2 separate regions of the Sus scrofa genome follow, and region 1 is linked to region 2. A link is a contact called in public Hi-C data. All regions are on one chromosome and are shown on one strand. The core of a region is the stretch at or near the end of the contact, and the rest is flanking DNA. Distances in the headings are between cores, read along the strand shown. Region 1 overlaps CORO2B (coronin-2B). Region 2 has its middle 22 kb from the start of CORO2B.

Region 1 (6,555 bases), core at 3,529-6,028, 130 kb before region 2:
CACCCTGCTGCAGGGGGTGGGGTGGGGACGCCTGTTACAGGGCATCAATAAGCATCAAGGAGATCTTTGAGCTGTCAGGGTTGGCCTTATCCTGGAGGCCTCACAGGACAAATCGAACCCCCTTTGCTGGGTCAGATCTCCAAGGTCAAAAAGTTGGATGGCGGCTGCTGTACCTGAACCTTCTCAAAGAGGAGCCCAGTGCTGCATCTCAAAAACACACCAAAAGAGAGCTGAGAGGGGCTGAGACTCAGGTTCTCTATAAGGTGCAGGGGAGCATGAAGCAGGGCAACTTGCCTGCAGATCGATTTGACAGGGTCTCAGAGACTTCTGAAAGGTTCGTAGCCTTTGGCCAATAACTCCACTTTGGGAATTTATCCCAAAGAAATGAACAGGGAAGGATACTAATACACTCACTGCTATGTTATTTATAATAGGGACCAATATTAAATGCTCAGCCATAGGGCACTGCCAAAAAGAATTCTAGGACACCAATATAATGCAAGACTATGAGGTCAATAAAAATCATATTTTAAAAAAGTATTTATTTAATGACATTGGAATTGTCCAAGCTCTAATGGTAAGTGAGAACATCAGAATAAAGTTATAGGAGTTCCTGTAGAGGCGCAGCAGAAACGAATCTGACTAGGAAGCAAGAGGTTGTGGGTTCGATCCCTGGCCTCACTCAGCAGGTCAAGGATCTGGCATTGCCATGAGCTGTGGTGTAGGTTGCAAACACAGCTCAGATCCTGCGTTGCTGTGGCTGTCATGTGGGCTGGCAGCTCCGACTTGACCCCTAGCCTTGGAACCTCCATATGCCACGGGTGCAGCCCTAACAAACAAACCAAAATAATAATAATAAAAAAAGAATAAAGTTATAAACATAAAATGATCCCTAGCTGTTAAAAAAATACACAGTCTGTCAGAAAAATACATCAAAGGGTTAAGGGTGGCAATCTCTTGCTTGTTGGCTCTTAGTGGATTCTAATTTTTCCACAATGAATATTTACAATTTCTATTAAAATTACAGATGCTATTTAAAACACACAAAACAAAACTTTTTGTTTTGTTCTGTTTTTGTTTTTGTTACCCCCGGTGGGACGTGACCACTACAGTTTTGGCTGAAAACTATTCCTCTCCAGTTTGGTCAGAAAGGTCTTAAAGAAATGAGATGCAGACTGATGCCACCCAGGTTTATATGCCTCAAAAGCTTTTGTGGAACACAGATATGTTTGTTCATAAAGGCTTCTTTACTCCCTTGTTACCATAGGTCAGAGGAAAATAATATCCTTGAAATTGAATAAACTTACATAACTAACTGAAAATAGGTTTATGTGTGTGTGTGTGTGTGAGAGAGAGAGAGAGAATGTGTGGTGTGTGTGTGTGGCGTGTGTGCAGGCTGGCCCAGCCTTTCCCTGGAGATGCTGGCGGGTGTGGCTCACCCAGCAGGCTGCCAGGGGAGTGGCAGATACCCTGGGCCTCAGTCCAGGCTTTATGTGAACCCAGTGAACTAACTGAGGACGAGATATTTTCAAAACAACCTGCATTGCAGTTTCAGCCTCCTAGACTCTCCCACTACAGTAAAGTTGAATTTTGTACACAGAAGCAAAATGTTTTCTTACCTGGGCTATCAGCTTAAGTGAGGCAGAAAGCACAGACTCTGAACAGGAGGTAGGGTTTTTCGGCCCAGTGCCAGTTCACATCACTAGCCAATGAATAACCTTGAACATGGGCTTTGGCCTCTCTGGGTTTCCCAGATTCCTAGACCCTGGACTAATGCCCTTTTTGCTTCTTCATGGCCACCTTTTATACTATATGAAGCCAGGTACACCTGCAACCAGAGAGCCTTGCTTCTGGCATACCAGGACAGAAGGTCACAGGACAGTGCTACTGATGACAACAATGAAAAAGATGATGGTAATAACAGACCATTTGGCAAGTGCCTTGTGCTCAACAATTTACACACATTCATTATTTTACTTCAATCTTACAACAAAGTTTTGTAAAGTTTTATTCAATCCTTACCACCCTCCAGCAATAGTCCATTTTAAGGATGAGAAAACTGAGCTGTGGGACTGAGACTTGCTCAAGGGGATGCATCTGGGCTGTGAGAAGCTGCAATTTGCACTCAGTGCCCTCTGGCTATGCTGCCTCCTATGTCACAATGCAGGTGAGACACTTGATACATTGGGGGAAAAATATACATCTTAAGTAGGATCTCAGAATCTCTCCTGAGGTTCTCAGAAGGGACAGGCTGGCAACTCCACTGCAAAGACTGTTACACTTGCTTTTGAAGACCCTCCTTCCCCACTCCGTCTCTCCCCTCCTCTTAGTGGTTCCCAAACTTTACGTTCATTTTAGAATCACCAGGGATGTTTAAAAAATTCCCATGCCCAGGTTGTACCCCATATCAACTTAATCACAGTGTCCGGGAGGGGGGTATCCAGGCATCAGTGTCTTTTAAAGATTTCCAAGTGATTCCATTGGGCAGCAAAGTTTTGGAGCCACACCCTAGAGGCTCCATCTTCTGCTGGGGCCTCCAGGAAGCACCTGCATTACTCTAGGGCAGAGACTGTCAGCGTTCCTCCATGGGGGTGCCAGGGTGGGGTGAGAAATCAAAGAATAGTATTGCACATTCAGTGCAGGCTCAGATGAAGCAAATAGGAAGCTAAACAGTCACATCAGGTGATGTGCAGTTTAAAGGAGGCCCCAGGGCAATGATAACTGCTGACCCAGGAGATGGGGGATCTAACGGTGGAACCACAAGCGGTGGAAACATGTTTAGGGATTTCCCCTCTCCCGTCATCATACTCCCTCCTCCACCTGCTGCCTAACACACCCCAGACCATCCAAGGAAGCTGCCTGTGGTCTTCTCTGCTCACTCTGCTCTGGATGGGTGTTGACAGTCAATGAGAGAGTCACTATGTTATAAAATGGGCACTGTGGTCCTCTGCAAAGCCCTGGGTAAAGTCAGGCTCCGTGTGTCCAAGCCTCTTGGCTCTGAAGGTGGCCTCGCCCCCAGCTCACAGTTCCTGGCACTTTACAAAGTACTTCCAGGTACATTATCTAATTATTCCTGCCCGGGGAAGGGGTGACTCTCCCCACCTGGCAGTGTCACTAGGGGTCTGTGCAGGTTCAGAGCTCTGGGTACCACTGTGGCTTTCTCAGCATGGGAGAGAGGGGGCTTCATGTTCCTAAACATTGTGTGCCCTTCATCCAAAGCGTAGGTGCCCCATCGCAGGGTGTGCCCAATCTGCCAGGGAACTGTCCCCAGCACACCTACACACACTTGCAAAAGGCTCACACATTTATACACATACCCCCATACAAGCTCCTCTCCCTGCCACTTCCGCCCAGGCCCCTGACTGCACACCCTCCTTCCCTCCCCACCAGAACTCACTGGTCTCATGTCCCCACACTTCAGGGCCCTGCTGGCTTCGCCCATGAATCTGAAATAATATACATAATAAACGAAAGCCTTCTCAGGAGAACCCTGGGGGTCCACTTCTTGTGGCTCATCTACGTGCATGTTCACAGGAGCCTTTTTGAAAAAGCCTTTTGGCCCAGAGGTAGACCTTCCTGGCTGTTCAGATTCCTGGGCAGTCAGCTAGGAAATGCTGGGTGGAGGGCTTTAGTCACGCTAGAGCTCACAGACTGTGCTGTGGGATTTCTGAAGTGGGTCCACTGGTTTGTCCCCGTGCCTCTTGTGTCTGCTCTCACTGCTCTCCAATCCATCCTACACACTGTTGCCTAATTTTTCTAGAGTATGGTTCTGCTGTAATAACGCCTCCACTCTCAAATTTTCAATGGCTCCCTACCACCTTGACTTTAAAAGCCAAACTCCTTACGAGACATCAGAGCTGCTGTAGCCCCAGCCTGACCCTGTTCTGACACAATCGCCCACCCACACCTGACTATACACAACCCCCCCACCTCAATGCTCTCGCCACCTGAGGACCTTTGGCTCCTGGTTTGTCCCTGCCACCAGGCTGTAAGCACCATGAGGACAGTGACCTTGGCCAAGGCAGCTTCAGGGCCTCATTCAGTGCCCAGCTCATAGCAAGAACTCAAGCTGAGCGAATGATCGTCAATGTTCCCTGCCTCTGGGTCTTTGCTCATGCTGTTCCCTTAGCCCAGATTCCCTTCCCTTCTTGTGTACGTCTATCCTCGGCACCCAGAAAATACCATCCGAGGAACAGACAAATCTCTCTACCTTCTCCATGCCAGGAGATAATTCTGGATCCTGCTCTTTTGACCTTGTGAAATCCTAGATTTGGAGCTGAGCTTTCCAAAGGGCAGAGGGTGTAACATAGGTTGTGATGCTCTGAAGTCAGTAACCCATTCATAGAGAAGTCCACGGCGAGACCTCAGGAAGCCTCCCAAATTCATGGCTTCCTGTTTTGATTTTTTTCCACTGTCTTCTATATTTGTGTTTTTCAAGCTGGAAAGGGTTTTCTGGTTTTTCCAGTTGAAATCCCTGGTGTGTGTTATGTATGTGTGTGTGCTGGGGGAGGGGGTGGGAATGGGCCTCCTGGGGGAGGAAGAGAGCAGTAAAGAATTCCAGGCTCATCTCAGCCCTGCTGCTCACTGGCTGGGTGGCCTGGGACAAGAATCTTTGTCTTAAGTCTCTCCCTCTGAAAAGCAGAGACATTCTGGATGGACAGATAGAACAAACAGGGGGTACACCTGCCACCCCTCAGGCTTTGGGCTCGACAGCAGACACTGCTAAACGATCACTGCGTCACTCCTGAGGGCGGCACTCCTTGGTCCTTGGCGATCAGAGCGGGAAATGAAATGACGTCTGAACAGCCCGCCTGGGCCACGTGACCCCCTCGAGCTCCGACAGCTGTTCGCTAGCCTCTCTGCTGTCAGAGCAGATTCCCAGGGGCCTCGGATAAGTGAATCCCCACAAGTGCCTTTACAGTTGCCCCTTCCTCTCCAGGCCCAGGTCCCCACGCATCCCCCCAGGGCACTCTCTCCTGGGTGCTTGCCTCTTCCCGAACCTCAGGGTGAGTTCAGCATCCTATAATGATCACTTTCGTTGTGCAGCTCCTCCAGAATCTTCCACGGCTGTAGCCATTTGTAGGAATCTGGCAGTTGGACATCCAAGCTCCCTTCCTGCTTCGGGAGGCTCTCGCGTTGTTGCTCTAATGCTGGGATGCAGTACTTCGCCTTCCATCACGAGAGCTGAAATGAGGTTCCTCCCACCAAGGGTCCTCTGGGGACCAAGGAGGGACATGTGACCAGGCTTGGCCAATCAGAGCCTCCCACCCAGGATGGCCACGGATGGATTTAACTTCCTCTGGGCCCTCAGGCCGACTCCTGTGGCCTAAGGCTCATCTGTGTTCCACGTCTGGTTCTCCCCCCACTCAGTCCCTTGAATCTGTGAGGGGCCCAAATCCCCTTCTGCTCAGGAAGGCCAAGGGCGACTTCTGTTGGGAGCAACCAGGAACCCTGACTGAGTCAGCGCCCTTGTCCCTACCTCATCAGATCCGGCTTATCTGCTTGGCCTTGGAGCCCCCATCCCTGACACTCTTCCCCAGCCTCCCCCAAACTTACCAGCCAGTTTGCTCAACTCTACTGGGGTCATACTTCTCAATTTTAAATGTTGTGTCTCAGGTCCTAATAAAATACTGAAATCTTCCTAAATCCCCATATTTTGATGACCCCATTTTTTCTCAGACTACTCCTCCTGTTTAGAAGAAACACAGACCTCTTTGCCAGATCATGCCAGATCCTCTTTGAATTGGGAAAACACGGCCCCCAAACCAGGGTGCTCCTCACTGGGCCACAGCAGCCTCATTTCCCTTCCCCATCTTCCTCATGATACTCACCCTTAGAAGGGCCTGGTCCTCTAGGTCTCTGTGAGCCTTAACCAGCCTTCCAGAGCCACCCTGACTCCTGCTCCTGCTAAGACGTCTCATCTGACTTCTCCACATCTTATGACTTCTCATAACCTTAGCTTTCACCAGCCTTTCCCCCATAATCTACCGTCTGTGATAATACTGGAGATCATTCCCTAAGGGCTTCTACATGTCAGGACTGAAACCAAGTGTTATTTCAATTATTTACCACAATAACCGTATGAAGTACATACCCTGTATCCATTTTACAGATGAGGAAACTGGAGCTTGGCGAAAATGTATTACACAGTGAGGGGCCAGGACTCAAGCCTCAATCTGTGTGACTTTTGATTAAGAATATAAACTACATGAGGGGTGGTTCTTGGTCTAGCCCTCTGCTATAACCCCAGCATCAGGAATTGTGCCTGACTGATGGTAGGCTCTCCGTAAGTTTTTGTTGAATATATTAATGATGCCATAAACTGTGGACCTGATCAGATTCCCTATACAGTTGCATAAGTTGTGTACTGCACAACTCAAGGGGATCCCATTCACATGGTGACTGGCTTTCTCAAGTGCCCTGGTCTTAACCATGATGCCCCCCTGCTTCTTAATTTAGCACTGCCTTGTGTTGTTTGCTTTGTTTCATGGTTGCTGGCTGCCTTCCCCCGGAGATGATCAGGGCCTTCATCTCCAATGAGAAAATCGTGGAGGA
Region 2 (6,900 bases), core at 1,387-3,886:
TTTTGGGACTCTATTGTTAGGAGCATATTTTTTTATGTTGTTACTTCTTTTTGATGGATTGACCCTTTTATGAATATATAATCTCCCAATCTCCTGTAACAATTTTTGATATAAAGTCTATTTTGTCTGCTATTTATATACTCAGCCATGCAGTTTTATTTTGGTTACTATTTGCATGGAATATCTTTCTCAGTCCTTCTATTTTCAGTCTATTTGTGTCTTTGGGGGGCTTCCAGTATAGGGTTGCCAGGTTTAGCAAATAAAAATATAGGATTCCCAGTTAAGTTTGAATTCTAAGAGTCAATGAGTAATTTTCTAGTATAAGCATATTCTGTGCAATATTTGGAGCACATTTATACTAAAAAAATTCATTTTTTAAATCTGAAATTCATATTTAACTGGGCATCCTGTATTTTATTTGGGAACCCTATTCCAATAAGAACTTAAAGACAGAGGCTCTATCCTCTGAAAACTTCTGATTTAAGGGGAAAAATTAGGACCTACCTTGGAAAGGCTCCAAGTTCAGGGAGGAAAAACAATCCTTGCATTGGAGCTTACAGTCTGAGGCAAATGCAGATGGGGAGAGGCCATGCATTCTTGCCGTACGTAAGGGGAGTTGGCCAGGGCTTTGCCTCGGGGTCCCTGCTCCTTCTGGGGTCTCTCAAAGTTCTCCACCACACTTCATTGGAGAGCTGGGAAGTTCCAGGCAGCCCGCTTTAGGGACAAGGTCTGCAAGATAACAGGGCACTCGTAAGCCCCAGCTCATCCACATTCATGTGTGTGTGCACACACCACAGCACACTCACATTCATGCTCACAGACAGACCCTTTATTACATATGCATTCTGATACACTACTATACACACAGGCCCCTAAACACTCTAGCAGGATAAACATACTCTCGTACATGCAGACCCATGAAACATGTTCTATTCACACAGACATGTGACTGCATCCTGTTTACACTGGCTTAGCCCCGAGCATAGTAAAAGATCACAGTCACACAAACCTCGTACTGTCTGCTTGTTCTTGGTTAGGCTCTAAATGTCTGGGTATGTGTGCAAGGGGTGGGAGAGGGGGGCATTTTTCCTGCTATCTCTATCTGGATATCTGTCCATCTTCCACTCTTCCATCCCACCCATCTGCCTCCCTCCCTACAGGAAGGCTGAGGGATGGCAGGCCTGGTCTCCATGACAACCAAGGACCCTCTACTCTGAAAGGAAAAGGTACTGGGAGGCAGTGTTGGCTTTTGCCCAGGCCCTTGCTCTGAGTGGGGCTGGGGGTGAGGGCAGTGGAGGGAGTAGGGGAGAGGAAGGGATGGGATGACCATCTGGACCTGGGAGAGTGGAGCTGCAGGCACTGCCCAAGTCCTCCAAAATGGCAGATGGGCATCATGGTGCCTGAGAAGAAGTGGAGGAGGGGCAGACCAGTGCCACATGTGCAGGAAAACCCCCAGTGCCTCCAATACAGCCCCCTCCCCCCCACTGCTTATCTCCTTGAGCACCCTCAGATCTGAGTCTGGAAAAGTCCCTTTCAAAGTTCCCTTTCCTGGACCCACACCAGTACTGAGATGTAGAATTGTGCTGGGAGTTTGAGGGAGGCACAGACCCCTTAAAACCACCAGGGCTCTTGGCCCTTTGTGTGCCAATCCCTTGGGGGAAGTGTGGCCTCTCCCACCTTCCTGTTTGGATCCTATCCCTGGGGGCTGGTGGGAGGATTACCCTGACTGTGCCACAGGAAATCCAAAAGAGTGGGTGCTAATTTGTGCAAACTCCAGAGTGAGGAGGGCTGGGCTATGGCTTCTCTGGGTGCCTAGGGTTGTCCTGACTCTTTTCTCATATGGGATCCATTAGTAAGAAGGCCAACTTATACCTGGCATCCTGCCCTCGAGGTTCTGAAAGCTAACCTGGAAGGAAGGGGTTTAGGGAGGGTGGCGAGAGAGAGGACCCACCAGCAAGGAACAAAGAGGAGGAACATGGGTGGGTCTAGAGGACCAGGCTTGGAGAGAGAGGAGGCTGTGTGCTGCTCCATCCCTCTTTGAGAAAGAACTTGCAGATCTACAGCAGTGAGGGGAGTTAGCTGACAGCCTCTACCACCTTCTGTCCACAGAATTTGAGGCCCTATCTTCCCAAGCAGCCCACAGTCAATGACTGAGCACCGCAAGTTTCAAGGGCCTGAGGATTTCCGCCCAGGGCAGTACTTGTAGGATGGTAGTCTGGGCTCCAGAGCTCCCTGTTGGTGGGGGCCGGCAGGTATGTCTGAGTCTCTCCCTGCCAATCCTACTTCCCCCCTCCCCACCTTTCAGAAGTTTAAGCCTCAACTAGCCTCTTGCACTCCTAACTCCGTCTCAATGTCTGCTTACCCAAACTGACGGAGCTGCCAAGAGCCACAATCATGTGTGTGCACGCGTGTTGTGTGCGTGCACACCAAGCTTAAGATGGGGCGCGGGGGGGGGGGACAGAGGGCGGGGCGGGGGCGGGGAACAGGGGGGCGGGAGCGGGGGCGGGGGAACAGGGGGGCGGGAACGGGGGCGGGGGAACAGGGCGGTGTGAGCGGGGAAACAGTTCCTGTGGAACCCTCCAGTTCTTAAGAACTGTGTGTGCCACCTTGCCCTCTGGTGGACATTTATGGAACTACACCTCCAGACAGGCTGTGGGAAGCAAGGCAGGGTTCTCACTGTGGCCTCAGGCTCAGACTGTTCCCTGTCAGAGCTCCAGGGATCACTGTACCAAAGCGGAAACTCAAGCCCAGAGAGGGAAAGGATCAAACACAGAGAAGGCATTGTGGAACATCTTGCCTACTTCCTCGGCTCTCCATCTTGTCCCTTCAGCTCTTCTTGTGGATGCTGGCCTCAGTACCATCGGCTTTGCCCTCTTCTCCTCCTTCCTTGGTGGGCACCCTAGCTTACATTGGCCTTCCTCTCTGCTACCAGGACTGCTGTGACTGCCTCCCCACAGGTGCCTTTTGTCCACCCGCCTCTGCAGCCAGGGTGACCTTCCTGGAGCTCAAGTCAGACCTCATTCCTTTCCAGCCTAAAGCCCACTGCGGCACTTTGCCCACAGGCCCTGTGCAGTGGGTCCTGCCTCCCTCACTCCCCACCCTTGCCTAGTTGTCACTGAGCACTTGAGGGCTGCAGAAGCCCCATGTCCCTCACCTGTTTCTTCCACAGTCATTGAGTTCCTTGCACCTGATGGCCCATTTCAGAGCCTGGCTCACACCCGGCTCCCCTCGGCTCCCTGAGCCTATGTACTGATCTTTATCCCAAGTGGCAGATGCGACCATTTCTTATTGCTGCTGTAACAAGTTACCACAAACATGGTGGCTTAACAACAGCACAAGTTTTTTCTCAGACAGCTCCAGAGACAAGAAGTCCAAAGTCACCCTTCCTGGGCTAAGGTCAAGGCCTCTGCAGGGCTGATTCCGTCTGGGGGCTCATATGCATCCCACTTATTCAGGCCACCATTCAGTACAGGAGGTTCAATCCAGGCTCTCAGGAAGGGAGACAGGTCTTTATCTCCCTAAGCTTAACTGACCTTTATCGAGGCATTCCAGGTATATTGTTTTCCACATCAAACAAGTCTCCAATTCCCAGAGGACACTGACGGAGGAGTTCGCAAACTTGACTCGACTCTGACATGATCTACCTGGAGGTGTTATTAGATCCCAGAGGTGAAGGGCTCAGTCTCGAGACTGCCTCCCACCCCCTTCAATCACACGTCCCAGGTTGTCACCTGTGCTTCTGACCAACTGGCTATAGATCAGAGACTCCCACCACCCCTCCTCAGGTTTGATCAATTTGCTAGAACAGCTCACAGAACTCAGAAACATTTACTTATGTTTACCAGTTTATTATAAAAGGATGTCATTTAGGAACAGCCAGATGGAAGAGATGCACAGGGCAAGGTATGTGGGAAGGGCCCCGAGCTCCCATGTCCTTGGAGCTCAGCTCTCTCCAGTTTCCATATGTTCACCAACCCGGAAGCCCACCCCCTCTGGTTGTTCAAGAGTTTTTATAGAGCTTAATTTGGAGCCCTTCTCCCCCTTCCCAGACGTCAGTGTGTGGGCTTTGTGGCCCTTCGAGATGGGAAGGCCAAACCCCCAAATATTTAGACTTGTGTCCAAAAAGGACTAACCAGTGGGCTGTGCTGGGGGCAGGAGGAGCCAGTGCTTCATTTGAGAAAGGGGAACATGTCTCTGAGAGATGGCCCATCCAACTGTTCTTTGGAGCCTCGGGAAACCCTGCACCCTGTCCCCGGGGAGCTCTGTTCTTCCCCTGGTGGCCTCCGTTCTCGTCACCCCGTCCTTCTTCCTGCCCTACTATTAGTCGGCATTGTGGGAAGATGGGGGAACAAGCGCATCTCCCTGCCTCTGGTCTTTTCTCCTTTCTTGATCCCCTGAACCTCCTCCCATCCCCTGGGCTGAGCTGCAGGGGGACAGGGATAGGTGGGCTGCTCTTGTTTCTAAACCCAGCTCCCTCTGCACCAATCTTGTACCCTTTCTGGTCTAAGATTCCTACCGCTTCTCCCCTCCAGCTCTCAGGCCCCTGGGAAGGAGGGGCCAGATGGTGGCCTGTGGCCTCAAGACTAACCCCCTGCACCTAGATCCCTGGCCCTCCTCCCAGGATCTGCCCCAAGTAATCAAGAGAGCATCAGAGAGGGGAGGGCCCATTCCCCTTTTCCCATCTTCTCACAGCTGGGGAAACCATCAGGAATGTGACTAAACCAAGTGTGAGCAAGGTCATTCTCTTGTGACAGTGTCCTATCATACAGATTTCATCAAGATGGAAAACAAAAATCTCCTACCCCCCAGGACCAAGTCATCTGGGTCCCTCTCCCAACATGCGCATGGAGACAGCCACACCCAGATGCAGGATGGCAACCCAGGGCAAGAGGTGAGTGAGTTCTAGCACCACCCGTGGGCCGATCCTGCCTCCCTCCCAGGTGCCCAGCCCTGTGGGTGAGTGAGCACTGGTTTGAAAGTTAGGCTGTGAGTTCTGTCAAAAAATGGTTTGGATCACCTTGAATAGGGATCGCCTTCTCTCAGTCCTTCTGTTGGCTCATTTGCAAAAAAGAGGTGCCTGGACCTGAACTTTCTCAAGCTCTAGGGGGAGGGGAGAGGCAGAGACAGGGAACAGCAGCCTTTTGGAGAACACACCTGGTGGGGGACAAGATGGGAGCCCAGGCTCCATCAGTCCTGACTCCCAGCCATGTGGGCGGGAGGTGTAGGTACTCTGGGTGGGTCTGCACTCAGCCAGCATGGAGGTCATGCTGCTGCGGTTAATCTCTGGTCTGTTTGACCACTACCTGCATTCTTTTGGCTTCTCAGTGAGTCCTCCAACAAGCTGGGCACAAGAGTCTATTTCAGGGGTTGCTGAGAGCCTGCAAAGCCCTCTCACACCCTCTGACCCTCCCAGTATCCTGGGGAGGAAGCAGAGCTGGTTGGAGGACCCTGTTCCGCAGGGCTCAGGAATGGGAGCATCAGAATTGGCTGGGGTGGGGGGCGAGGTGGGGTGGGGGGCGAGGTAGGGTGGGAGCCAGGCCCTGGAGGGGGTCCTGGAGAAGCAGAAGGGAAGCAACAGCACAGCAAGGCTGGGACTAGTGGAGGCCCGGCTGGAAAGAGCTGGAAGACACCCAAACAGGAAATAACACCAAAGCTTTGGCTCCTCAAAGCCCATCTCGGGAGTGAGCAGGGAGCAGAGAGACCCCTGCTGGGGAGGCCCGAGGTCTGGGCCCACTCTCCCAGTCCACCTCTAATTAGCCATGTGACCTTGGACAAGGCAGCATCTGGGAATACTCAGGTGGGAAGGGACTGTTGAGAGAATCTAGCCCATTGGGTCTCACTCCTGGGTGCACACTGAAACCATGAAGGGGTTTTAAAATGCAGATGCCAGGGCCCCACCCCCAGAAGGTCTGGTTTAATTTGCTTGGGGAGGTGGGGCAAGGCCTCAGCATCTGTATTTTTAAAAAGCTTCCCAGGTGGCTTTTCTGTGCACCCGGACTGGGAAGCAGTATGTCCTTCAAACTACAGCTTTCAGTGTTGACACCCTGGGGGTCACATCACATGCTTCAGAGTCAAAAGGCCTGGGTTCAAATCCTGGCTCTGGCTGTGGAGAGTGGCCTTTTCTGACCTTGTCCTCAAACACTGGAGCCCCTTCCTGGCTGTTAGGACTTCAAGCAACTTACCTGTGAGCTTACTTGGCCTCTCTGAGTCTCAGTTCCCTCATCCACAAAGCGAGGGCAACAGCTTTTCCACTTGATATCTGGCAGGCAGAGTTCCCTTCATGGCTCAGTGGTTAATGAACCTAACACCCATGAGGATGCGGGTTCAATCCCTGGCCTTGCTCAGTGGGTTAAGGATCCAGAGTTTCCGTGAGCTGTGGTGTAGGTCACAGACACAGCTTGGATTCCGTGTTGCTGTGGCTGTGGTGTAGGCCGGCAGCTGTAGCTCCCATTCAACCCCTAGCCTGGGAGCCTCCACAGGCCGCAGACGCAGCCCTAAAAAGCAAAAAAAAAAAAAAAAAAAAAATTGGCAGGCAAGGAGGATGAGTCAACTTACTCCCTTGGGGCACTGGTGGCTGTGTTGGAGCCTGGAGGACTCAGATGACTGACCTGCCTGGGAGCCACCTTCTCCTGGAATCTCTCTGCCATTCACTGGCTCACTCTAGCAAGTGGGGAGGAGAGGACTAGACCCTTACCTTTTCAAGGAAAGCCCTGAGCTTAAGATAGAGACCAGCTCCTGATTTCCAAATAGACTTTTTGGTTTATTAAACTTTTTCCTTTCTGTTAAAGTCACATTAGTATATTGCCAGAAAATGTGGAAAATTTAGAAAATTATAGAGAACCGAAAAAGAAAAAAAAAAGAAAAGAAAAGAAAGAAAAAATAACAAAACCATAAAATCCA

Evidence for each region. A called contact is a pair of places that touch in the nucleus more often than the background predicts.
Region 1: a Hi-C map of skeletal muscle shows a contact between it and region 2, with 5 times the contacts expected there. The contact joins two enhancer-like sites. A contact is called at or near these places in 2 of 5 promoter capture datasets (fetal skeletal muscle and liver), 27 of 47 Hi-C or Micro-C datasets (adipocytes, adipose tissue, alveolar macrophages and 17 more) and 1 of 2 datasets of contacts at active chromatin or transcription factors (skeletal muscle).

What each region holds. Positions count from the first base shown.
Region 1 is chr1:166,568,759-166,575,313 of Sscrofa11.1, reverse strand. The region is part of intron 2 of CORO2B (coronin-2B); the gene reads right to left. Among named protein-coding and RNA genes, the nearest start is that of CORO2B, 110 kb to the right of the region's middle. Within about 2 kb of position 4,778, at least 21 of the 83 cell types and tissues checked have an H3K27ac peak or open chromatin away from gene starts, as enhancers often do. A contact at or near this core is called in adipose tissue, omental adipose tissue and skeletal muscle, where this site is marked.
Region 2 is chr1:166,440,042-166,446,941 of Sscrofa11.1, reverse strand. No RefSeq gene overlaps it. Among named protein-coding and RNA genes, the nearest start is that of CORO2B, 22 kb to the left of the region's middle. Within about 2 kb of position 2,636, at least 17 of the 83 cell types and tissues checked have an H3K27ac peak or open chromatin away from gene starts, as enhancers often do. A contact at or near this core is called in adipose tissue, omental adipose tissue and skeletal muscle, where this site is marked.